6 separate regions of the Mus musculus genome follow, and all the other regions are linked to region 6. A link is a contact called in public Hi-C, HiChIP or PLAC-seq, capture Hi-C and promoter capture Hi-C data. All regions are on one chromosome and are shown on one strand. The core of a region is the stretch at or near the end of the contact, and the rest is flanking DNA. Distances in the headings are between cores, read along the strand shown.

What was found. Promoter capture Hi-C pulls out the DNA fragments that hold promoters and counts their contacts. Hi-C and Micro-C count contacts between places; a contact is called where the count stands out from the background. HiChIP or PLAC-seq counts read pairs in DNA pulled down with a chosen protein or histone mark. Capture Hi-C pulls out chosen DNA fragments and counts their contacts.
Region 1: a contact with region 6 is called in a Hi-C map of erythroblasts, with 2.8 times the contacts expected there. The contact joins the promoter of Vars2 here to the promoter of Rpp21 in region 6. A contact is called at or near these places in 2 of 39 promoter capture datasets (erythroid cells and pre-B cells) and 1 of 484 Hi-C or Micro-C datasets (erythroblasts).
Region 2: a promoter capture Hi-C map of pre-B cells shows a contact between it and region 6. The contact joins the promoter of Rnf39 here to the promoter of Rpp21 in region 6. A contact is called at or near these places in 18 of 39 promoter capture datasets (the C10 cell line, the HPC-7 cell line, cranial neural crest and 10 more), 8 of 484 Hi-C or Micro-C datasets (cerebellum, embryonic stem cells, erythroblasts and 4 more), 14 of 115 datasets of contacts at active chromatin or transcription factors (bone marrow-derived dendritic cells, bone marrow-derived macrophages, embryonic forebrain and 6 more) and 5 of 9 other capture datasets (adipose tissue, embryonic stem cells, liver and 2 more).
Region 3: a promoter capture Hi-C map of neutrophils shows a contact between it and region 6, with 2.1 times the contacts expected there. The contact joins the promoter of Gabbr1 here to the promoter of Rpp21 in region 6. A contact is called at or near these places in 19 of 39 promoter capture datasets (the 3T3-L1 cell line, 3T3-L1-derived adipocytes, the HPC-7 cell line and 11 more), 8 of 115 datasets of contacts at active chromatin or transcription factors (SST interneurons, embryonic forebrain, embryonic midbrain and 3 more) and 4 of 9 other capture datasets (adipose tissue, embryonic stem cells, liver and 1 more).
Region 4: a contact with region 6 is called in an H3K4me3 HiChIP or PLAC-seq map of embryonic stem cells, with 7 times the contacts expected there. The contact joins the promoter of Zfp57 here to the promoter of Rpp21 in region 6. A contact is called at or near these places in 7 of 39 promoter capture datasets (the HPC-7 cell line, cranial neural crest, frontonasal cranial neural crest and 4 more), 1 of 484 Hi-C or Micro-C datasets (embryonic stem cells), 7 of 115 datasets of contacts at active chromatin or transcription factors (bone marrow-derived dendritic cells, embryonic forebrain and embryonic stem cells) and 1 of 9 other capture datasets (adipose tissue).
Region 5: a capture Hi-C map of embryonic stem cells shows a contact between it and region 6, with 8 times the contacts expected there. The contact joins the promoter of Olfr94 here to the promoter of Rpp21 in region 6. A contact is called at or near these places in 6 of 39 promoter capture datasets (the 3T3-L1 cell line, cranial neural crest, embryonic stem cells and 3 more), 2 of 115 datasets of contacts at active chromatin or transcription factors (astrocytes and embryonic stem cells) and 1 of 9 other capture datasets (embryonic stem cells).

Annotation. Positions count from the first base shown.
Region 1 is chr17:35,665,646-35,669,132 of GRCm38.p6, forward strand. It overlaps Vars2 (valyl-tRNA synthetase 2, mitochondrial), which reads right to left and starts at 1,947. Exons shown (of 29, transcript NM_175137.4): 1 at 1,428-1,947; 2 at 1,199-1,280; 3 at 1,010-1,110; 4 at 486-607; 5 at 328-394; 6 at 141-238. The coding sequence starts at 1,628. It overlaps Gtf2h4 (general transcription factor II H, polypeptide 4), which reads right to left. Exons shown (of 14, transcript NM_010364.4): 12 at 2,965-3,012; 13 at 2,783-2,861; 14 at 2,083-2,357. The coding sequence ends at 2,185.
Region 2 is chr17:36,941,153-36,944,562 of GRCm38.p6, forward strand. It overlaps Rnf39 (ring finger protein 39), which reads left to right and starts at 1,899. Exons shown (of 4, transcript NM_001099632.1): 1 at 1,899-2,298. The coding sequence starts at 1,936.
Region 3 is chr17:37,044,571-37,048,001 of GRCm38.p6, forward strand. Gabbr1 (gamma-aminobutyric acid (GABA) B receptor, 1) reads left to right here and starts at 1,396. Exons shown (of 23, transcript NM_019439.3): 1 at 1,396-1,719; 2 at 2,125-2,206; 3 at 2,884-3,087. The coding sequence starts at 2,125.
Region 4 is chr17:37,000,792-37,004,142 of GRCm38.p6, forward strand. It overlaps Zfp57 (zinc finger protein 57), which reads left to right and starts at 1,734. Exons shown (of 5, transcript NM_001013745.2): 1 at 1,734-1,986; 2 at 2,495-2,524.
Region 5 is chr17:37,196,307-37,199,860 of GRCm38.p6, forward strand. Olfr94 (olfactory receptor 94) reads right to left here and starts at 1,660. Exons shown (of 1, transcript NM_001011518.1): 1 at 500-1,660. The coding sequence starts at 1,660. The coding sequence ends at 500.
Region 6 is chr17:36,256,014-36,259,585 of GRCm38.p6, forward strand. Rpp21 (ribonuclease P 21 subunit) reads right to left here and starts at 1,833. Exons shown (of 5, transcript NM_026308.2): 1 at 1,770-1,833; 2 at 1,593-1,693; 3 at 1,429-1,511; 4 at 1-56. The coding sequence starts at 1,826. It overlaps Trim39 (tripartite motif-containing 39), which reads right to left. Exons shown (of 7, transcript NM_178281.1): 7 at 2,860-3,572.

The sequences.
Region 1 (3,487 bases), core at 697-3,196, 590 kb before region 6:
TGTGACACACACGCACACACACACACTCTTGGCTCAGACATCATTCCCTCTGCTCCGAGACAGTGAAGCACAAGGCCAGAAAAACCAAATGCTACAAGTCAGAAGTAGTGCTGACAATCCCACTGGCCCTGCCCTCGTACTCATGTTTCCACTGCCACACGGCCCTGAGGAAGTCTTCCCGGCTCAGCTCATGTCTCCGCACCCTCTGCTCCTTCCATAGCTGCTTCTCCACCATGGCCTGAAATGGGATCAGGTGTAAATGAAAGCTAGTCAGGCTTCACATAAAGACGGCACTTTCAACCAAGCAGAGGGGGGCACAAGACCCACCTGTGTAGCAATTCCTGCGTGATCAGACCCGGGGATCCACAGCACGCGATCCCCACGCATCCGGTGCCTGCCACAGAAACACCATGGGGACTCTGAGCTCACTGATCCTCACTTCCAGCCTTCCCTTCGGGAACTGCAGTGGCCCCACCGCCTCTCACCAGCGCACAAGTGCGTCCTGGATCGCCACTGTGAGTGCATGGCCAATGTGCAGGGAGCCGGTGACATTGGGAGGTGGGATACACATGGAAAAGGTCTCCCCTGTAGCTTGGGGCAGCCTTGCCTGGAAGGAATGAGGAAGTCAGAGGCGAGGGAGAACTAGTTGTTGCTGTTGCCTAGGGGAACAGCACCCTCTGGTGCCTTGGGGCAAAAAGAACTTCAAGAAGGCCAGGTGTAGTGGCACACGTGTGAAAAGGCAGAGGAAGGCAGATCTCTGAGTTTGAGGCCAGCCTCGTCTACAGAGTTCCAGGACGGCCAGGACTACGTGGAGAAACAGTGTCTCAAATTTATTATTATTATTATTATTATTATTATTATTATTGAAATCCAACACGGGGGAGGCAAAAAGAAAACCAGGGGCCGAAAGAAATAAACATCAACTGTGAAGTTAGCCTGTGCCCACCAAGTTCAAGGGCCACTCACTCTGTCTTAAGGACCTCATAGAAGCCCTCTGCCGCGCACTGACCTGATACTCTGGTTTGAAGAAGCCCTCTCGCACCCACCACTGGTACCAGGCCGCTTCAACATACTGGGGACTGTAAGCAGGAGGCAGGGGCCCAGAAACATCTGTGGAAGCAGAACAGAGATCCACTACTGAACTGCATGTTAGCAGACCAAAGAGCAACAACATCGCAAAACACACCCTACACTTTACCTTTCTTTTCACCTGGCCCGGTGGGGATTTCATACAATACTACCTCCTTGTGACTCCAGGCCTTAGTGGGCACTGCAGGTATCTGCAGGGAGGAAACAGGGTGTGTGTGTGTGTTGCGGAGTGGGGGTGGAGGCTGCAATCCCCAATACACCACAGTCATCTGGATCCCTGCGCCAGTCTCTTTCAGCCCCTTCCCAAGTCTTGGGAGACCCAAGGACTGACCCCTGACCTTGCTCTTCTCAGCTAGCCCAGCCTCCAGGGCCGCCTGTTTCTCGCGCAGGCGCTTCTGTTTGGCTTCACGGTTCCTCCGAGAGACAGGGGAGCCGTGGGGCTCCGGCTGTGTACAAAGTGCCTGGGGCCTGGAAAGACCCCATGAGGGCCTCAGCCCCCAGAGCGGTGGCCGGAAAGAGGCCAGAGGCAAATGAGGCATCGGGAGTGTTTGGGAAGGGATGGAGGTCTGCTCACTACGAGGCCATGGGATGCAGGAGGTCGCAACCCTTCACTCCCATCCGCAGGACCCTCTCTCACTCTACGTCCTTCCGCCTAGGGGCGGAGCGCACGGTGTGGACAGCACTCTGGAATCACTGAAACCAGGGCGTCCAGAGAAGGCGGGAGCTCTGCCCGTCACCGGGCACTGACGCGGACACGAAGGTTGGGGTTCGGAAGCCTGGGACCACCCCCACCCCCGCAACCTCGGCCATGCGCCTCTAACTCGAACGTCCCGGCGAACTCAGAGCCGATAGGTGCATGGCGAGGTGCGCGCGCATGCGTGGGCGGGGACACGCAGGCGCATGCGTAAAAGACTCTCGCTCCTCCGGCTTTCTGGCTAGAAGCGGGTATCACTGCGTTGGGTAGGGAAACGCCGGCAGACGTCTGAAGCCGCGTAGATTTTTTTCCATAATTTTATTAAACAAGAAATATCCCGGTGTGTAAACAAAATACATCTGAGTTGGAAAGCTGCCCGCCCGGGGCTGGACCTGGCCGGCTCAGGAGCTGTGCTTCTGCCGCTTCCAGAAGCGCTTGACGTCGCTGTGCCCTGCCGGCGTCACCACCATCAGCCGCTTGGCCGAGTTCTCGAACACAAGCACGCCCAGCTCCCGCGCGTGGGCCAGCAGCAGTTCAAAGTCCACTTGCGACAGGAACTGGTTATACAGGACGCCTGGGGTCGGGTGGGACAGGCAGGAGGTGAGGGGCTGCAGTGGTCTCTGCCCCTCCAAGCAGCATGCAGGCAGGGGCTGCAGGCCACAGTTCTTAGGACTAATTCTCTACGGATAGTCGACTGTTCAACTTTAACACCTGTGGCATCCAGACACTCGAAAAGACAGCAGAATCCACAAGAAAAGCCACGCAAACCCACCTAAAGAGAAGACTGAATTACCCTGCCTCTTATCCCCTCACCTAGCTTAATTCAAACTGCACTGATTTGGGACATATTTCCTGCTACTAATATACCAAAATAAAAGATCAGTCTTCCTCTCCTTCCCTTTTGAGAAACAAATACGAAATGCACAAAACTTTTGCGTGAAATTGCTGGCCTTACCTCTTTAGCCAATGATTGAGATTAGGTCAGCGGAAGCCACTCACCTTCAGTGAACCGGAGTCTGTCCCTTTCCAGCTCCCACAGCCGAATCTGGTCTGTTATGGTGGGGGGCAGCACAGGATTCTGCAGGACAAGGGTGAGGCTATAGGACCTGGCTTCTCATCCATCCTCTCGCGGCTAGGTGCCCAGGCTGCCAGCCCCCCTGAGTCTTGGTACCCAGTCATACCTGTTTGAGCATCACTGGATGTGCCCTTGTCCTTAGGAAATGGATTATCTAGGAAAACACAAGAATGTAGAAAATCGGGCTGGCGAGATGGCTCAGTGGGTAAGAGCACTGACAGCTCTTCAGAAGATCCCGAGTTCAAATCCCAGCAACCACATGGTGGTTCACAACCACTGTAATGAGATCTGACGCTCTCTTCTGGTGCGTACTTATGTATAATAAAACTTTAAAAAAGAAGAATGTAGAAAGTCATCTGAGCTAATGTCACTGAAACAGCATCTCTGTTCTCCTAGCCACAAGCCTGACAAGACCCAGGCCTGTTCTACTGTTACTTTCAGGTGCACCTCCTGCGAGTCCCTCTATGATGCATCTGTTCTCTCCATAGTCTTGCCTTGTTTTTCTTTCTTTAAGATGGCAGTAGCAACCATATCTCAGCAGGCTCTAAGCTAAGCATCTTAACATCTAGTCTTCCAGCACCCCTGGACTGCTGTTTACTGGGAGCAGAGTAAGGCTCGCAAAGACAAGG
Region 2 (3,410 bases), core at 649-3,148, 690 kb after region 6:
CAATGTCAGTCTGAGAACTTTAAGAATGCTTGTAATTACAGTGGATTCACCTATGTACTCTGGGAAGTCTCTCTAAGCTCAACCAATCATCAAACATAGTACAACCTCAACTTAATTCTGTTTCTAAGTAAGGCAACGTCTTCGTCAGTTTCTAGGAATTGGATGAAGTGTCTTGCGTGGCACGGTACCCTTCTACCTGCATAGAAATGCATCTTTTGTGAAACAGATTTAGATCGTTGTTGGGTCTTTTTTTTTTTTTTAAGTTGGAATGGGAGCTGTTTTTTGAGATAGTTTCATATGCAGCCCAAGTTGGCGTGGAACTCATGGCAATCCTTTTGCCTCATGCTCCTGAGTTCTGGGATTACAGGCATGCACCAACACACCCAGCCTCATATTTTGCTGGTGCATCCTGATGTTGCACTGGGAGGTCTGTGTTTGTTTGTGGAGGTTTGTTTATCATGGTGTCACATTTGAGTACCTCTCTAGTAACTGTGGGGGAGGAAGAAGGGTGCCTGGAAGGGGTGCCCAATAAAGTGCTGCTGCTCTGTAAAGCCCATGCCTTGTTTTGTTATTATCATCAACAATAAAACTAATGACAAGGTTCCTCTCTGGTTATTTTGGTTGAGTGTTCATCTGTCCCTCAACAACCTCCTGATGCACAATGTTATGAGACTACTGAGATATGTTTGTAATGCCTGTACTGTATGAGTGTATCTATCTATAGGCTTGTGCGTACTGGAGTGGGACACCAATGAGCATGGTACACATGCAACAGTGTTTGTGGTCACATATGGGGACAAACAGAGCTTTTTCAGAATTTCCTAAATGTATCCAGGCAGAAAGGCTAGGAAAAGAGAAAGGGGAGCTAGGAAGAGGAGAGAACAGGAAGAAAGAGAGGAGAGAAGGAAGAGATGGTGATAGAGGTGGGGTGGGGAGTAACAAGGAAAGATCAGAAATGAAGGCAGAAGGGAGCTCCCAGGATCTGTCACTTAAACAAATGGGTAAGTTGATTCCCTTGATGATCTGGGTCTCTGGGCCTCTGAGATCAGTTGAAATGAGTAATTGTCAGGTACAAAGTAAAGGTGAACAAGAAAGCTGAAAATAAAAACACAAAGGAAAAGCATAGAGAAAATGGAAACGAGAGAGAGAGAGAGAGAGAGAGAGAGAGAGAGAGAGAGAGAGAGAGAGAGAGGATGCAGAGCCTGAAGTTGAGAGGCAAGAGTGTGTAGGCGCCTGCTTCCAGCTCTTCTCCAGAAGCTTGCGTGTCCCCAGACCTTAATAGGCAAGGCAGGAAGATGGAAGGCAGAGAGGCGCCAGGAGTGACAACCACACGCCAACACTCAGAGGCCTGCCAAAGCCACACAGTCCAGGACCCAAGCTTCCGGGCCCCCAACCCCCAGATGTAGGTGTGCCAGCCACCTGGGATGACTCATGCCCTGGCAATGTGAGCACGCATGCCAAGAGCGAGCCTGGGCATCCTGCCCACCAAAAGCACACCGCAGGCCAAGGGGGGAGACTCACGCTCTTCAGGGACTCACTCACGGGGGCTACCAAACCCAACAGTGCTACCTTGCCCACAGCGCATGCCCTGGTGCTCACCTCCTAGGTTCTAGAACCTAGGTGTCTCAGTCTTCACACCCTGCTGCCCCAAACCCTACTAGGGAAGCGGGAGAACCAGATGAGGCATTACGCAAGGTCTGCTGTTTACCTCCTGCACCGGGCCTCCTCCCTCCCTATAAAACCTGACGTGGTGAGGAGACGCTCTGAGTCCGATCTGGGTAACCGAGGCAGCCCGGGAGAGGGGTAGATAGGAGGTGCGAAGTGAATGAGGGAGGCGCAGCGAGGGGCGTCAAGTCAGCACGCAGCGGGCGTGGTCCGCCACTTGCGAGCTCGGGGGCGGCTGAGGACTAGGGTGCGTCGGGACCCCTGCTTTCCATGGAGGCTCCCGAGCTGGGCCCGGGGTTGGTGGAGCGTCTGGAGCAGCTGGCGACATGTCCGCTGTGCGGGGGCCCCTTCGAGGACCCAGTCCTGCTGGCGTGCGAACACAGCTTCTGCCGTGCGTGCTTGGCGCGCTGCTGGGGGGCCCCGGCGGCGTCCGGCTCGGAGGCGGCGCCCCCTTCCTGCCCGTGCTGTGGCCAGCCATGCCCCAGACGCAGCCTGAGGTCCAACGTGCGACTGGCAGTGGAGGTGCGCATCAGCCGTGGGCTGCGTGAGAAACTGGCGGAGCCCGGAGCCCGGGCCGGGAGACGACGCGGTGGCCGCATCCCCACCATGGGTTGCCTGGATCCCCACGGAGAGGTAAGGCGCCTTCTCCGGTTCTGGTTGTTGGTGAAGAAGAGGTTTGTGGGTGTCCTAGCAAAGGTGGGAGCCATGCTTTTCGCTCTGAAGCCCTAATGGAAATATAGGTGGCAGACAGCTTGGCACCAGAAAGCGGAGGCAGGAGGATTGCTCAAGTTCAGTTTGATAGACATAGCGAGTTCCAGTACAGAAATGGCTACATCGAAAAGATAAAGGAATTTTAAATAAGAATTTTAAGAAAGGGAGGAAGCGGGGAGGGAGGGAGAAAGACTGGCCAAGTCTTGAGTGAGTAGTTTGAGAAAGGGAGGTAGGACAGGCTGGAAGAAATTGACTCGGTCAGGGGAGGAGGAGGCTGGAGGGAAGAGGCAGAAAGAAACAGGCTAGTGGCAGTTAGAAGGCTGAGCCCCCTAGAGATCTCAGAAGCCTCCTGGAGAGCCGGGGTGGGAGCCAGAAAGGGGAATGGGGTGCAGACACCCGGATTAGGGAAAGGAGCAGCCCAGGGAGGGTGGTGATAGGACCCAATAAACAGAATCACTGGAGCCAAGGTTGACACTGGGTGCAGAAAAAGCAGAAATGGAGGGATGGGAAATTAGGAGTCTAATGCGAGTGTGAGTGTGTGTGTGTGTGTGTGTGTGTGTGTGTGTGTGTATGTGTGTGTGTGTGTGTGTGTGTCAAATCAAAGTGCCTCAAGTGAGGCAGGGGTTCCCCTAACAAGCCATAGCCGAACTGTGGGTTGTTATTGTTCTCAGCTCCTCCCAGATCCCCAGGCACGGGCGGAAACAGGTGGAAGCTAGGTCGGGGTGAACAGCTGGCAGGCCTCTTGCTAGTCTCCACGTTGCAGCCATAAAGTTTTCCACTAGGCCCTCCCTGAGCCCCTTAGACATCAACCACTCCTATTCCTTTACAGTACCTCAAAACCATCCATCTGGCTTTTTTACCCCTTAGCAGCCCTCCCGCCCTGGGTCTGGCTTCCGCCCTTTGAAGGCTTCACAGACCTAATTAGTCTAGGTGTAATTGCCATCCTCTCTTCTTCCTGCCACACTGGCCTTCCCAGCCATCCTCTCTGGAATCAGAAAAGAGGGATGAAGGAAACCCAGTGTTTGGAGGGTGAG
Region 3 (3,431 bases), core at 146-2,645, 790 kb after region 6:
TACATATGGGTAGAACCTGTGTAAAAGCTGTCCTCCTGCCAGATAAGAGTTCTCTCTTTATCCAGATTTTCAGAAGTCCCCCAGGACATTCATGTAGGTAAAAACTTGTGTTTAATTATCTGAGCCTAGAACTTAATAGTCTTTTTTTTTTTTTTAATGGTCTGAATATGCAGCGAACTTTCTAGGAATGCAATTACAGTTCTGTGTGAGTTTAGGGAAGCTTGACTTTGCTACCAAGAGTTGCTCAACATTTCCTGAAGTCACTACATTGATGGCAACATGCCGGAGGTAGTTGAGTCACTGGCTATGCACCTGTATCAGTGTGTTGGTAGAAGTTTCATTTCTGTGACTCTAAGGAGAGGTGTAAGCATTTGCCTGCTTCGAGGGAAACGGCACTCACTCTAAAATACTGTTTATGTTGTAGCAAATTGCTATGCTCCTTCTTATAGATGGGGAAATATTTTGTTCTTTTTAGTCACGTGCATAGGGAAGTGATGTAATCTATGATTATTAGTTCGTGGTTTAGGAGTCATTACAAATACTTGTTCTAACATAGGGTTGAAGGTTGAGAGCCTTGGTTCTCCTGGGTCTCATAATACCTGCTTTCCACCCACCTCTCTGGAAGAACTAGCCAGCAAAGGAGTGCCTCCCCCAGCCCCCGCCACACTCCCTTTTTCATCTTTCTGTCCATCAAGTTATGGACAGACAATCGCAATGCAGGAGCTTTGGCTGTCAGACTTCTCTGTCAGGGCCTCCAGTTTACCCTTAGTCAAGAATGGCAGGTCTGGTCCGAGTGTTGATAATACAGGCTCATGCTCACGTAGAGGTTTTCTTTCTTTATGCCCTCTCCTTTCTCCATCTACCTCAGTATCTCTTCTGATGCCCCTGATCTCTTGCTCCCCGCCATAAGCTGGCAAGTAGCCTACTGCTGGACTAACGAGCCACCCGGGGCTCCCAGTTCTAGCTCTTCTATCCTATTTTTCTCCTAGTGCTCCCTCCACCATCGGCTGCCCTTTTGACCCTTGATTCTCCCTTCCCCTTCAAGGTCTGTTCCCCAGGCATATGACGTCTTCCCTCCTTACGCCAGGTCCAGATCTGTCTTCCTTTTGTACAAACACATCCTTTCTTCACCTTCATCCAGGCTCCTTGTCTTTGTGCCAGCTCCTCTGCTTTAGGCTTGGGTCCTATAACCCCCTACAGCCCCCCCTCCTGTCTCCATCAGTCTAGTCTGCGGGTCTCTCGGCAGCTCTTAGTCCCCCGCCTGCATGCGTGGTCGCCTATGTTCCCCTCCATCCTACCTCTACGCCCTCCCGCGCCGTGGGCGGTCTAGGGAGGGGCCGGGATCCGGGGCGGCTCCTGGGGCTCGGGTTGTGGGAGGCGCCCTCTCCGATCTCCCCCTCCCTTCCCCCCGCCCCGTCTTCCCCTGCACCCTCCTTCCTCCCTCCGCCCGAGAGCTTCCCCGGTCCCCGGCGCCGCCTCCTTCCCTCCCGGCACCGTGCTCTCGCGGCCGCCGTCGCCCCGGGGAAGGAGAGACGGGGGTGGGGTTTGCGGGTAGCGATCGCGAAGGGGAGAGACCCCGGCCGGGCTGGAGCCTGGATTCCTGTGGAAGAAGAACAGGGGGAGGGGAAGCTGGAGGACCGGGAGGGAGAACGGGGAGCCGCGGCCGGGCCTGGGCCCTTGAGGCCCGGGGAGAGCCGCGGAGCGGGACCGGCCGCCGAGGTAAGACCGGGGCCCCACGACCGGGGCTTGGCAAGGAGGCCGGTGGACGTAGGGTAGGGCCGGGGGGTGCGTGGGGTTCGGGTGCGAGAGGCGAGTGATGGGGTAGCGGGACCCCTGAGCGTGGGTAAGCTGGGCTAGCGCTAGCCACAGGGGCTGCTGAGAGGAGGTGGAGTCCCGGGAGGGTGGGGGGCCGAGGGAGGCCGGAGGAGGGTGGGGACAGGCGCTCTCTCCTCCTCTCCCCCCCAGCCCGTGCGGCTCCGCCCCCGCCTCCTCCGCGGGGCGCCCTTCGCGTCCCGAACCGCGCGGTTGGAGCCCGTGAGGTGCGCGGAGCGAGACCTGTCCGTCGGCTGGCCCAGGCCGCGGCCGGCGGGCTCCTCCGTGCCCTCACTGTTGCCTTTTCCTCAGATGCTGCTGCTGCTGCTGGTGCCTCTCTTCCTCCGCCCCCTGGGCGCTGGCGGGGCTCAGACCCCCAACGTCACCTCGGAAGGTGCACCCATCTCCGGCGCCCTGGACCTCTTCCACCCCACAGCTCGTTTCCTTGCACGTCTCCTTTCCTCATCACTCTTGCGGCAGGACCTCCCCCCGCCCCCATCCCTGGCATCCTGGTCCGCAGCCACTTCACAACTCCTGACCTCCTTTCTGTCACTCCGCATCACCACCAGCACCCATTTCCTCTACCTCACGTTGCTACACTACACCGTTTTTCTGTGACCCCGAATTATCTCAGCCCCACCTCCCTTTCCGGGCCCCACGTTACTACAGCGCCCCCCTTCCGTAGTCCACCTTGTTGCTTTGATGGGTTTGTGTGGTCCTTGTTCAGTGGGTTTGTGTGGTCCTCACCGGTATTCTCCTTCGGCCCTGTCCCTCATTTAAACCACCGAACATTATAGCCCTTAGGATTTCTTCTTAGATATTTGTCTCCATTATACTTCTTAACCGGTGGACTCTCGCACCAGCTTTAGCCCTAACCCACGACGCTGGGTTCTGCAGCTTGGGGTTCTTAACTGTTCCCACTCCCAGCTTCCAGTCGTGTGTCCCGTGTGCCCCTCCTTTTCTGTCCCCCTGCCCCAACCCCACCATTGACCACGCCCTGCTCTTCCCCCTTCCACTGCGCGCTGCCTTCCCGCTCCCACGGTTCCCCTGTGCCTCCCCATTCCCTCTCAGGTTGCCAGATTATACATCCGCCCTGGGAAGGTGGCATCAGGTACCGTGGCTTGACTCGCGACCAGGTGAAGGCCATCAATTTCCTGCCTGTGGACTATGAGATTGAATATGTGTGCCGGGGCGAACGCGAGGTGGTGGGGCCCAAGGTGCGCAAGTGCCTGGCCAACGGCTCCTGGACGGATATGGACACACCCAGTCGCTGTGGTGAGTAGCCTGGGAAGCCACCCACCATCCCTGCCCCCTTCCTTCAGGCCCTTCCATTCTCAGTTGCAGACCATCCTTAGTTGTTTTGCAAGTCAGCAATTTAAATCCAGTGGAACCAAATTCACAAATACGTTTAATGAATGAGTACTATGTAGGAGGAGGGGTGTTGCTGTGAGCAGCTAGTGGGAGGAAGCAAGCTAAGCAGCCAGCACATTCACTTCATCGTCTTCATGAGGATACTGATCATTGGGTGAAATAACTTTGATTTTTCATCTGAGTTATCCTTTGAGGTTCATTAATGAGAGATTATTTTTTAAGTTATAAGACGATTTCATTACATTTTC
Region 4 (3,351 bases), core at 484-2,983, 740 kb after region 6:
TCCATCTTTCAAGTGCTAGGATGACAGGCATGTACTACCACACATGAGAGATGTTCTCTTTAGTAGTTGATAATTTTTTCTACATTCTTTAAATCAAGTTTTCACCTAGCGTAGAGGTGCTGAAACTGAAGAGGCGAGGCGACAAACCCAGTGCTATGCGGACGAGTGTAGTTAACTAAAGATTTATAGACAGAAGCATTTCTTAGACATCAGCGAAGCACGGGAAGAAGGATGCTGAGCTAGATAAAGGTGGAGTGCAGTGGGCTAGAATGTGCCTGGGCTTTCTCAAGAGGTTCTTAGCACATCAAACATCAGCTGGAAACAGCCTAGTGGCCAGCATAAAATGTTGAACCAACCTTTGTAAGGGTTTCATTTGTCCTATAGTGTTTGACTGTGTGCTGGGGCTACCTGCTGGCCAACATGGTGTTTCCACCTCAAGAATTAAGGACCAGAAGCCAGTATACACTCAATCACTGAGTCGAGGGGGTCTTGAATTCAAGGTCAGCATGGCTCCATAGTGAGTTCCTAGGAAGAGCTGTCTCTAAGAAAGTAAGTAAATAATAAATAAATAAATTATTTATTTATTTAAAGTTGAAGAACCTAAATCAGCTAATTATGGTTGCTCAGTTTTGTAAATAAGGTAATTTGAAGTCAGGGTGAGAAACAGTTCATTATTGACGGAAAGCGTGGTTTTTGTTTGTTTGTTTGTTCTTTTACCTCACTACAGGCCTGTTACATATGGATTGCTTCAATCCTTCTTCTTCTTCTTTTTTTTTTTTTTTTGGTTTTTCGAGACAGGGTTTCTCTGTATAGCCCTGGCTGTCCTGGAACTCACTTTGTAGACCAGGCTGGCCTTGAACTCAGAAATCTGCCTGCCTCTGCCTCCCAAGTGCTGGGATTAAAGGCGAGCGCCACCACCACCCAGCAACCTAGTACCTTCTATACTTTCCTATCACCCTCCCCAACTATGTTTGTGCTTTGGCTGCCTGAGACCTGGGTTAAGTGTTATAATTCCAATGGAACTTATTAAAAACAAATCCAAACAAACAAAAGAAAGGATTACAGAGAGAGACTGAAGTGAATTTGGTATGTGAAACACTAATACGACTTGACCGTGATGTGATACCTGTGAAGTGTCTGTATCTTTTTTTTTTTAATCATTATTTTTATTGTCCTGAGTCTGTATGAGTGAATGCCACATATGGGATGGTACCAAACGAAGAGTGTGGGGTTCCCTGGTTACAGGTCTCTCTGTGCTAGGTGTCCTGGAATCCTCTCTAACTACTGAGCTATCCTGTAACTATAGTCTAAGTCTCCTGTGCTTTCTTGGATTTTACTTTAGCTAAGATGTTGCTCCACGGCCCACTTTACTTGTCTGCGAAGTGTTCCAGTTTTTCTTTAGTCTTACCTTATTTTATTTGTGTGTGTGTGTGTGTGTGTGTGTGTGTGTGTGTGTGTGTGTGTGTGTGTGTGTGTGTGTGTGTGTGTGTTTTACTGTGTAGCCCAGGCAGGCGTGGAACTCACTTTCAGCTGCCTAGTACAAGGAATTACGGAAATTGAGTCACCCGTCCCTCCCACCACCCCCTACCCCCATCCCCCACTCCCATTCCCCACCCCAGGAGTAAATACTTATCTTAGGAAATGGAATTTCCTAGCGCAGCTGAGACCAGTGAAGACCAACAGTAGGCGGGACGAGAAGGCGTGGCATTCAGGCATTGGGCTTCTTCAGATCTAAATTTCTGACCTTGGCAGACAGCCACTTGAGATGTGTTACCTGCGGACGGAGCAGAACGGAAGCAGAGGGACAAAGTAGCGGATTCCTGACTTCTGGCAAGGGCCCCTTCCTGGGTTTCACGCCGCTGCGTTCTGGTCGAGGCTGGAACGCGCGCCCAGCCCTTTGTGTGGCTGTGGTCCGAGGCTACGGCTCAGAAGCCGAGCGCTGGGAACGGCAGGACTGCCGAGCCTCAAGTAGGGCTGTCGAGCGCGGTGAGAGCGTGCGGGGACCCGGGTGGAGCCGCTCCCTCGGTGGAGCCACGAGGGCCCGACACCTGGGTGGGAGAAGCCGCCTGGCTCCGCGGTGGAAAGGCTCACGTGGCTGAAACCTCGGGGGATTAGAGTCTGGGACCGGGGCTGACCGGGCAAAGCCGGCGGGCATTTCTTGTCAGATTGTGCGTGAGAGCGGCGGGGCCACAGATTTTAGAGAGCCGGACAGACGGGGTGTATTGTGGCAAGTTTGCCTGATCTTCCTGTCTTAGCTTCCTTTGTGCTATTGGGGCTGACTCCTCAGATTTGTGAAACAATGAATGGGCTTTAGTTGGAGGAGTGCACTCAGGGTTGAGAGACGTCTGCACAGTCCCTCCAGAAATTTACCCAGTGGAAGGGTGAGGCCAGGCCTGGCCCATCTCCCATGCCAGGGGGGTGGGAGTCGGGAGGGACGGGACCTGACCTCCGGCCAATCAACAGCCAAGTCTTATTTAGTCTCTTGCCTTCTCAGGGCTCCTGCACCAGGAAAGAACAATCAGAGGTAAATGAGTGAGGAGGTGGATGGAGGTACCCAACACCTGTCAGTCTCCTTAATCAGCCTGTATCTATATTAAAGACCACTCCCTGCTTTGTGTGAATGTGCAGCAGCTCCTGCTGCTGTTGTTGATGATGTTTTATGCTTTCTGTAGCCCAGGCTGTCCTAGAACTCCCGGAGATCCTGTCTCAGCCTTCCTAGTGTTTAGGTAATCGTCTAGGTCACCACGCATCTTTATGCTATTGTTAAGACTTGTTGATAAAGGGGTCTTTGCTGAGAATGGTTAAAGACAGGTCCTGGAAGACACTAGCATAGAACTGTATGGACAGGTCCTGGAAGACACTGTTTGGAATGTTTTTTTTTTTTTTTTTTTTTCCAACGGAAGAATAATGAGAGGTGAGACAGACAGAAGGAAGGAAGAAAATCAACCTCAGAATGCAGCTTTCCTGGCAACTTTTTTGGGGATCAGAGCTAGCGATTCCTTGAATGCCTTGTTCCTTGCTGGCACTTTCACGTAGCAAAAGAATTGAGAGGAAAAGAAAGGGCCACGAGTCTCTGTGCCTTTATGCTTCCCTGCATCTAGAGAGGAGAAATAGAAATTAAAAAAATTTCAGAGTGAACAAAGAATTTAAATGATATTGGGTTGTTATCACTGTGCTGTACATGTGATACTGGACTCACGCTGCCAAGACTTAAAATGATCCAAAATGATGGGATGGCCTTACATAGTCAGACAGCTTATTTTGGGGTTTGATTTAACTCGTCCCTAGACTAGTACTATGTGGTGCATAGGGATAGATAGATACTCTGATAGTCCTTTATGCTGGGTAGTA
Region 5 (3,554 bases), core at 410-2,909, 940 kb after region 6:
TGGCTCCCCAAGAATGGAAACCATGTCTTGTTTCTGGAAGAGATCTCTGTAAGGTGGGGCCCATAACTTCTTTGTTAACCCGAGAGAGACTCCACCTGATGGGCGAGGTCATGGAATTTTTTAAGGTCTTTTGTAAGCCTGGAGAAAAAAATAAAGGTCAGCACCAGGGTGCTCATCATCTTATCTCCAGGTGGATTCTTCAGGGCTGGTACAAAGTCTCCTCAGAGTGCATCTGACCCCCTCCTGCATCCTGCTTCCCTCCTTACTGAGAGTCCCAAGAGCCATTTACCACATCACCATTTAAGAGTGTTTATATATTTCAGGAGTCCCCTCTCCGCACCCCGCAAGAATTCAAACCCTACCCGGTGAGAGAAAAGAATCTCGCTACTAACCCAGAACTCACGGAGCACAAAACTTGCAGATCCTTATGCACAGACAAAAATTATGAGCATCCTATTTCCAGGACTCTGAGCCCTTCTCAGTTTTTTCACTGTCCCACCTATGGCCTCCCCAGACTCCGCAAGAGCCTCAGTGCCGCCCCCTTCACTTCCTTGTTCCTCAGTGTGTAGATGAGAGGATTGAGAGCGGGAGTGACCACCGTGTAGAAGAGCGAGACGAATTTGCCACGGCCCTGGTTGTAACTATGCGTGGGTTGCAGGTAGGTGTAGGTGGCAGAGCCATAAAATAGGCAGACCGCGGTCAAGTGAGAGCCACATGTGCTCGCCGCTTTCCGCCAGCCAGAGCTGGAGTGCATGCCCCAGACCGCGCGGCCCACGGCGATGTAGGAGGCCAGGATGACCGCCGAAGGCACCAACAGGATGACCACACGCGCGGCGAACATCTGGCGCTCGGTGGCGCTGCGGCCGCCGCGGCAGGCCAGCTGCAGCAGCGCCGGCAACTCGCAGATGAAATGGTCCAGACAGCGGGGTGCGCACAGGGGACGCGCGGCCAGCAGGGCGGTCTGCGCCGCGGAGTTGGCCAGGCCACCGAGCCAGGAGACTCCGGCCAGCGTGCGGCACAGTAGCGGCGAGGCCAGTGAGGTGTAGCGCAGAGGGTTGCATACCGCAGCCGCGCGGTCCAGCGCCATGACGGCCAGCAGCACGCACTCGGCGGAGCCCAGCGCCAGCGATGAGCACAGCTGAGCCATGCACCCAGCGCGCGGTAGCTGCAGCATTGAGCCGCGCAGGCTGGCCAGCAGCGGTGGCACCACACTAGTGGTGAAACCCACATCCACCAGAGCCAAGTGGCAAAGGAAGTAGTACATGGGTGTGTGCAGGCGAGGGTCGCGAATGGCCAGCAGCACCAACGCCGCGTTGCCGGTGAGCGTTAGTAGGTAGCAGAGAAGGACCAGTGCGAAGAGGACAGGCTGCAGAGAGGGCCAGTCGCTGAAACCCAGCAGTAGGAAGCGCTCCGCTGAGCTGTGGTTAGCCTGAGGGGGAAAACTCCAAGAAGGTTCGGAAGGCGAGACAAAAATATTTAATGCTAGACAGTGTTGCGGGCCTTGCGCTGGGAGGCAAAGGCCAGAAATTTCTGTGAGTTCGAGGCCAGCCAGAGCTACATAGTAAAACCCTGTCTTACCGCTAACCACAACAAACAAGAACCTCCAATATGGGATAAACTCGGCACATGCCCAAGTTTTGGTTTTGTTACATAGCCACATCCCAGTATTCCTTTACAAGTCCTTCAAGGGGGATAGAAACTGTGCTTAACAGGTGAGCCAATTAGACACAACTTACAAGATCAAATTGTCCTAAGTCTATCGCTAGCTAACCAGGTCTGTGTTCCTGGTTCTGGTTGCCCTTCCAGGGATTAAGGAAGAAATTCAGCATTCCTCCTAAGGGCAGCTATAAAGATACTTTGTATAAGAAGGGCATACTCCACTCTGAGCACCCCGCCCCCAGTTTTCCTTAAAAGTGGGCGTTGTCTAAGAGTTAAGCCTGAGTGAGACTAGATGGAGCAGTATCATCCACTTTTCTGTTTATGCAACAGTTAAAGCCAAGTGCGCTCTGATAGGAGGAGCCAAGAAATATCTAGCTATAGTTTCCACTGGACTACACCAAATATGGTAACTGTAGCCAATCAAATATTTTTGTCCTTAGTCTCCTTTCCTTCCTCTCTGCCTCCGTTGTCTCTGCCTGTCTTGAGGTTTCTTTCCTTCTCTCCCTGCCTGCTTCTCTCTCTCCCGCCCTCCCTTCTTTCCAGTAGGGCCTCATGAAGCCCAGGTTGGCCTTCAGTTCTACTTGAGAGGCAGAGGATGGCCTTTGAACTCCTGATCCTCTTGTGTCAACCTCCAGAGAGCTAGGATTATAATCATGAGCTACAGTGTCCAGCATCCACCCAAATGTTTCTTTGTTTTACTTCTGTGTTCATCCTATCAAAATGTTCCCTATGTTTCCCGGCTGTGGCCCACTGAACCACTTTTGCCTGATTCAGAAATAGCTATTTGCTCAAATAAACCCGTTTAAAGTTTATTGTGCCTCGCCCCCCCCCCCCTTGGGCTGGGGATTGAATCTGGGACCTTGCACATGCTAAGCATGCTCAGACTGAGCTATGCTCCTACTCTGTGAGTTTGTTTTTAACATGTTATACTGGAATACTTCCTATCAGACCAGAAATGAGGAGCCCTCAGGCCTCAAACTGTACTCAGCTAAAACAACAGTGTCTGGTTGGTTATTTGAGATGTAGAAATCATTTCATATCATTCTCCTTCAAGTTTGTCATGTGTAAATGGTGGTGGAATTTGACTTCTTGGGTCTATCATGGGCTTTCCTGTCAACTGTTTCTCAAACAAATTTAAAAGAAATGCAAGAAACAAAAAGGACCTCGATTTCAAGGCTCTAGGTATTGATACTGAATTCAACAATCTGGGGGATACAGAAATTATCATGGTTGATAGAATAGATAAAACTTGCACAAGAGTCTTTCTATGCATGCTTTATGACAGATATCACATATATAACTTGTGAACACACTTAGTGCTTTTAATTTAAAAAGAACCACAGCCCTCTGGCCTGGCAAGATGTCTTACCAAGTAGAGGCCCTTGCTGCCTGATGGCCTGAGTTTCAACTCTGGGATCCATATAGTGGAAGAGAACTGACTCCTTCAAGTTGTCCTCTGACCTTCACACGTATGATGTGGCACGCACCCCCACCCCCAATCGATCAATCACAAGCTTTTTAGTTTTTTTCAGGAAGTAATCCGTCTCCCAATACAACACCTTGCTTATCCTCACCAGGCAGAGAAAGTTTCAATGTGAATAAGAACTTAAGGCTCCTTAGATTTGAGTCTTGATTCTGCTACTTTCTAGATGATACCCATGAGCATGTACCTAACCCCTCTGTGCCCCTATTCGTCCCATGGAAACATAAGTTGGTAACAAGAGTTAAATACACAGAGTGCTTTGAACAGTGCCTGGCACACAGTAGGTGAGTGTTAACTGTTATCACCCCTATTTATAAGCTAGCATATACAGTTTTGTTTTCATTATTTGATACTTTTTAGTGTTGGAAATTGAACCCAGGGCCTTTGTGCATTGTGCATATATATATCTCCC
Region 6 (3,572 bases), core at 583-3,082:
CTGGCTCCGCTGGCATGTCAGACAGGTCTGTACTGTCCAGCGCTGTCCCTTTCGGCCTGGGGCATAAACGGGAAAGAAGGAAGTGCCTAGGCTTCTGACATAAAGGTTTTGCTCTTTTTTTTTTTGTATGTCTGCAGTCTTCCTTCCACCATCAATAGAAAATCCATCCCATCTGCACTTGGTTTGTAGATCTGATGTGTGTGGGAGGCCTGCATACATATCAATCCCTTGGAACTCTAAAGTGAAGTTCAAACTCTTTAACACAGCCTAGCTTCCTGTCCAGTTTCACCTCTCTCCATCTTGCCCACCTCAAACTCCAGCCTCCTGAGCATTCCTTTTCTTATAGCACAGATTCTTTTTTAAAAATTCCTATTTTTATTTATACATTCATATTGTATATACACATATGTGTTACTGTTATATGCATGAGTACGTGTGTTTGTGTGTGTGTGTGTGTGTATGCACACAGGAACACTCATCTAGATATATATGTGGAGGACAGAAATCTAGTTTGGGTGTCTGTCTTCCTTTACCACATTCCACCATGTCTTTTTGGAACAGGGTCTCTCACTGAACCTGGGACTAGATGTTTTCAGCTAGACTGCCTGGCCAGAGAGTGCTCTGGAGGATCTGTACGTCTTCACCTGCTCCCCAAGGCTGGCTGGGCTTACAACCTGCTTGTACACAGGTGTTGGAGATCTGAAGTCAGGCCCTCACACTTAAGCTTATCGGGCACAGTAACCACGGAACCATCTCCCAAGCCCCTACAAAGCACACATTCTCTCGTGTGGGAATCCCAGCGTCTAGAGTGTTTGACTCTTGTTTATCATGTTATACCTACCTCCCTGCCACTGGTAGGACTCAGCACTCTACCCCTACCAACTGAAGCATTTAAAATTACGACTCCAGTAGCTGGGTGTGTTGTCTCATGCTTGTAATCCTAGCTAGGGATGTGGGGGCAGGAGACTGCAGGGAATTGGAGGCCAGTCTGGGCTACTGTGACACTTGTGCCAAAAAACAAAACAAAACAAAATCAAAACCAAAAGCAAAGAGACAGTATGTGTTTTTGTGTGAGACAGGGTTTCTTTATGCAGACCTGGCCAGTCCGGATTATGTAGATCAGGATAGGCTTAAACTCATGAAATCCACCTGCTTCTACCTCCCAAGTGCTGGGATAAAAGGCGTGAACCTCCACAACCCACTCAGCTAGTAAGTAGTGCTTAATGCACCCTAGGAATGAAATAATAACGAAATCGCTTTGTTTTTTTTGTTTTTGTTTTTTTTTTAAACTAAGGAGTGTCATGTAGTCCAAGATAGTTTTAGGGACTAAGTCAGCTGCAGAAAGTCTCCATCTCTAGGTGGAGCTGCTGAGCCCTGCCCTGTCCTCTAGTGTCCCCACCTCACAAATGTCTCTGGGGCAGCACTCACGTCTCTGGCGCTGCGTGCAGGTGAGGCCCGGAATGAGGAGAGAGGAGCAGCTGCGACAGAGCGTCCTCTTCACAGAGGGGTCCCTGGGTGAGGAAGAGAGGAGGTCGCTGTCTGCCTGCCTGCCAGCCCGCGCCCCGGGTCCTGCCCGCCACCCTGTGCCTTACTGCCGGAGGACCAGCCGCTTCGCGATGGTTTTCTCTGTGTGGCAGTAAAACCTAGCCAGCGCCTGGTTCTCGGGGTTCTGAGAGAGGACGCAGTGTGCAGCCTGGGAACAAGGACGGCCATCCAGGTTACTCTGCGGCCGCAACACCGGGCTGCCACCCACCCCGAGCGCGTCTCACCTGGTACAGGAAGCTGAGTCTCTGGAAGGCTTCCCGGTCCTTCACTGGGCCCGCCATGAGTGTCTGCCCCTCCTTGCGGATGTCCCGCCCCAGACGTGCGCAGTGCGCAACGTCTGCTGGGAACTGTAGTGCGGGAGGGGGGGGGGCCCTCAGCCCCGCACCAGCTTCTGTCAGAAACCAGAGGACCCCACAGGTCTTCTGTGTGCAGGCAGCCCTAGTTTGGTATCCCTCACGTATTAGGTAGACGTGGAACAGGTAAAGGATCTTAAAGTACATAAACATAACAGGACCGAAGTCCTGTCTTTTATGGTTGGAAAGAGGGTTGTTTGCGGTGGACATTGGGTTAGATTTTGTCTTACTCTTCTGAAGCCGAGGGTAGATGCTTGGGACTTCTATGAACGGATGTAACATAACAAAACAGTCAATGCCCAGAATAACTGGTGTTATATTCTGGCTATCTCACCACTGGAGAGGTTGAGGTAGGACTACCATAAATTACAGGATATGAATTATGGGCTACATTGCCAGACCCTGTCTCAAAAATAAAAAGCATTAGTGCCCATGGACCTGAAAGTGTGAAAGATCAGATCACAAGGGAGGAAATAAGTTAACAGGACAAAACATCCCTAAGCAAAGAGCTTCTTGCCTTTCTCCCACTTCTTATTAAAGGCACTTGCTGTTCCAAGGGCTAGTAGCTACATGAACAGCACAAATAACCAGACAACAGCATGGCCGGTCTCCTCGGCTATTTATTAGTATCTACTTCACCCTCCTTCCTCTGACCTTTTCTCATTTATTCAACCTGGCTTGGTGTTTACTTCTGATTCCCAGTTACTGGCTAAGGTCAGAAGCAGAGGGATCCAGGCCCCTGCAGGATCTGTGGGGAACCAGACTGCTGGCTCAGAGTTAGGCAATTCGTTGAAACTTACCCTGGGTGTTTTGTATGGGCCTTCAGAGACAAATGAGGGGAGTGTATTAAAATGTGGATTCCTAAGCTTACCCAAACCTCCATTAAGGACAGAAGGTGAGACTCAAGAACATACAGTTTCCACACCCATCCACTGACAAATTACCACGCAACTCAAGAGATCACATTAGTGGATCCTTTGTTCCATATTTTCACCAACCAATTATCTTGCCACAAAGAACCACAGTCAAGGCACAAAGGTAAGAGTAGAGTGGACAAAGTCCTGTTGAGGTGGTAGGAGGAACTGAATGCCCTCACTGCAGTTTCTTGTCTCAGTCTTGTGTGAAGATTACCCAGGCAGCAGATAATCCAGGTTGTTTGGTTTGGCATGCATCTGGTACCTTTTGTGACAAAATATGTACCCTATGGGTTGTTTATTTTGGCCTAAAATTAAAATAATTTACATTCTCTGAAAAGGGGAATGTCAAAGGGTGAAGGATAGAAATAGAAGCTTAGCTGTCTTCTGGCCCTTTGCTACACAAACCACCCTCTTCTACCCTGTTCTCATGGGTGAGAAAGACTCCATCACCTTCCCTTCTTTCCTTAGGTCTTTGAGCCAGGGGGCAAGGTGGACAAGTTGGGAATAACCACTTAGGAACATTCCTTAAGGCCAAGGCTTTAGCTACACCTTTCTCTCTCCTCTAATATCTGACTCCTCTCCAAGTTGCCTTGGGAAACAATGGAAGGACCGATGTATGTCTTTTTCTTTTTGAGTTTTTTGAGACAGGGTTTCTCTGTATAGCTGTGGCTGTCCTGGAACTCACTTTGTAGACCAGGCTGGCCTTGAACTCAGAAATCCGCCTGTCTCTGCCTCCCGGGTATGCCACCACGCCCGG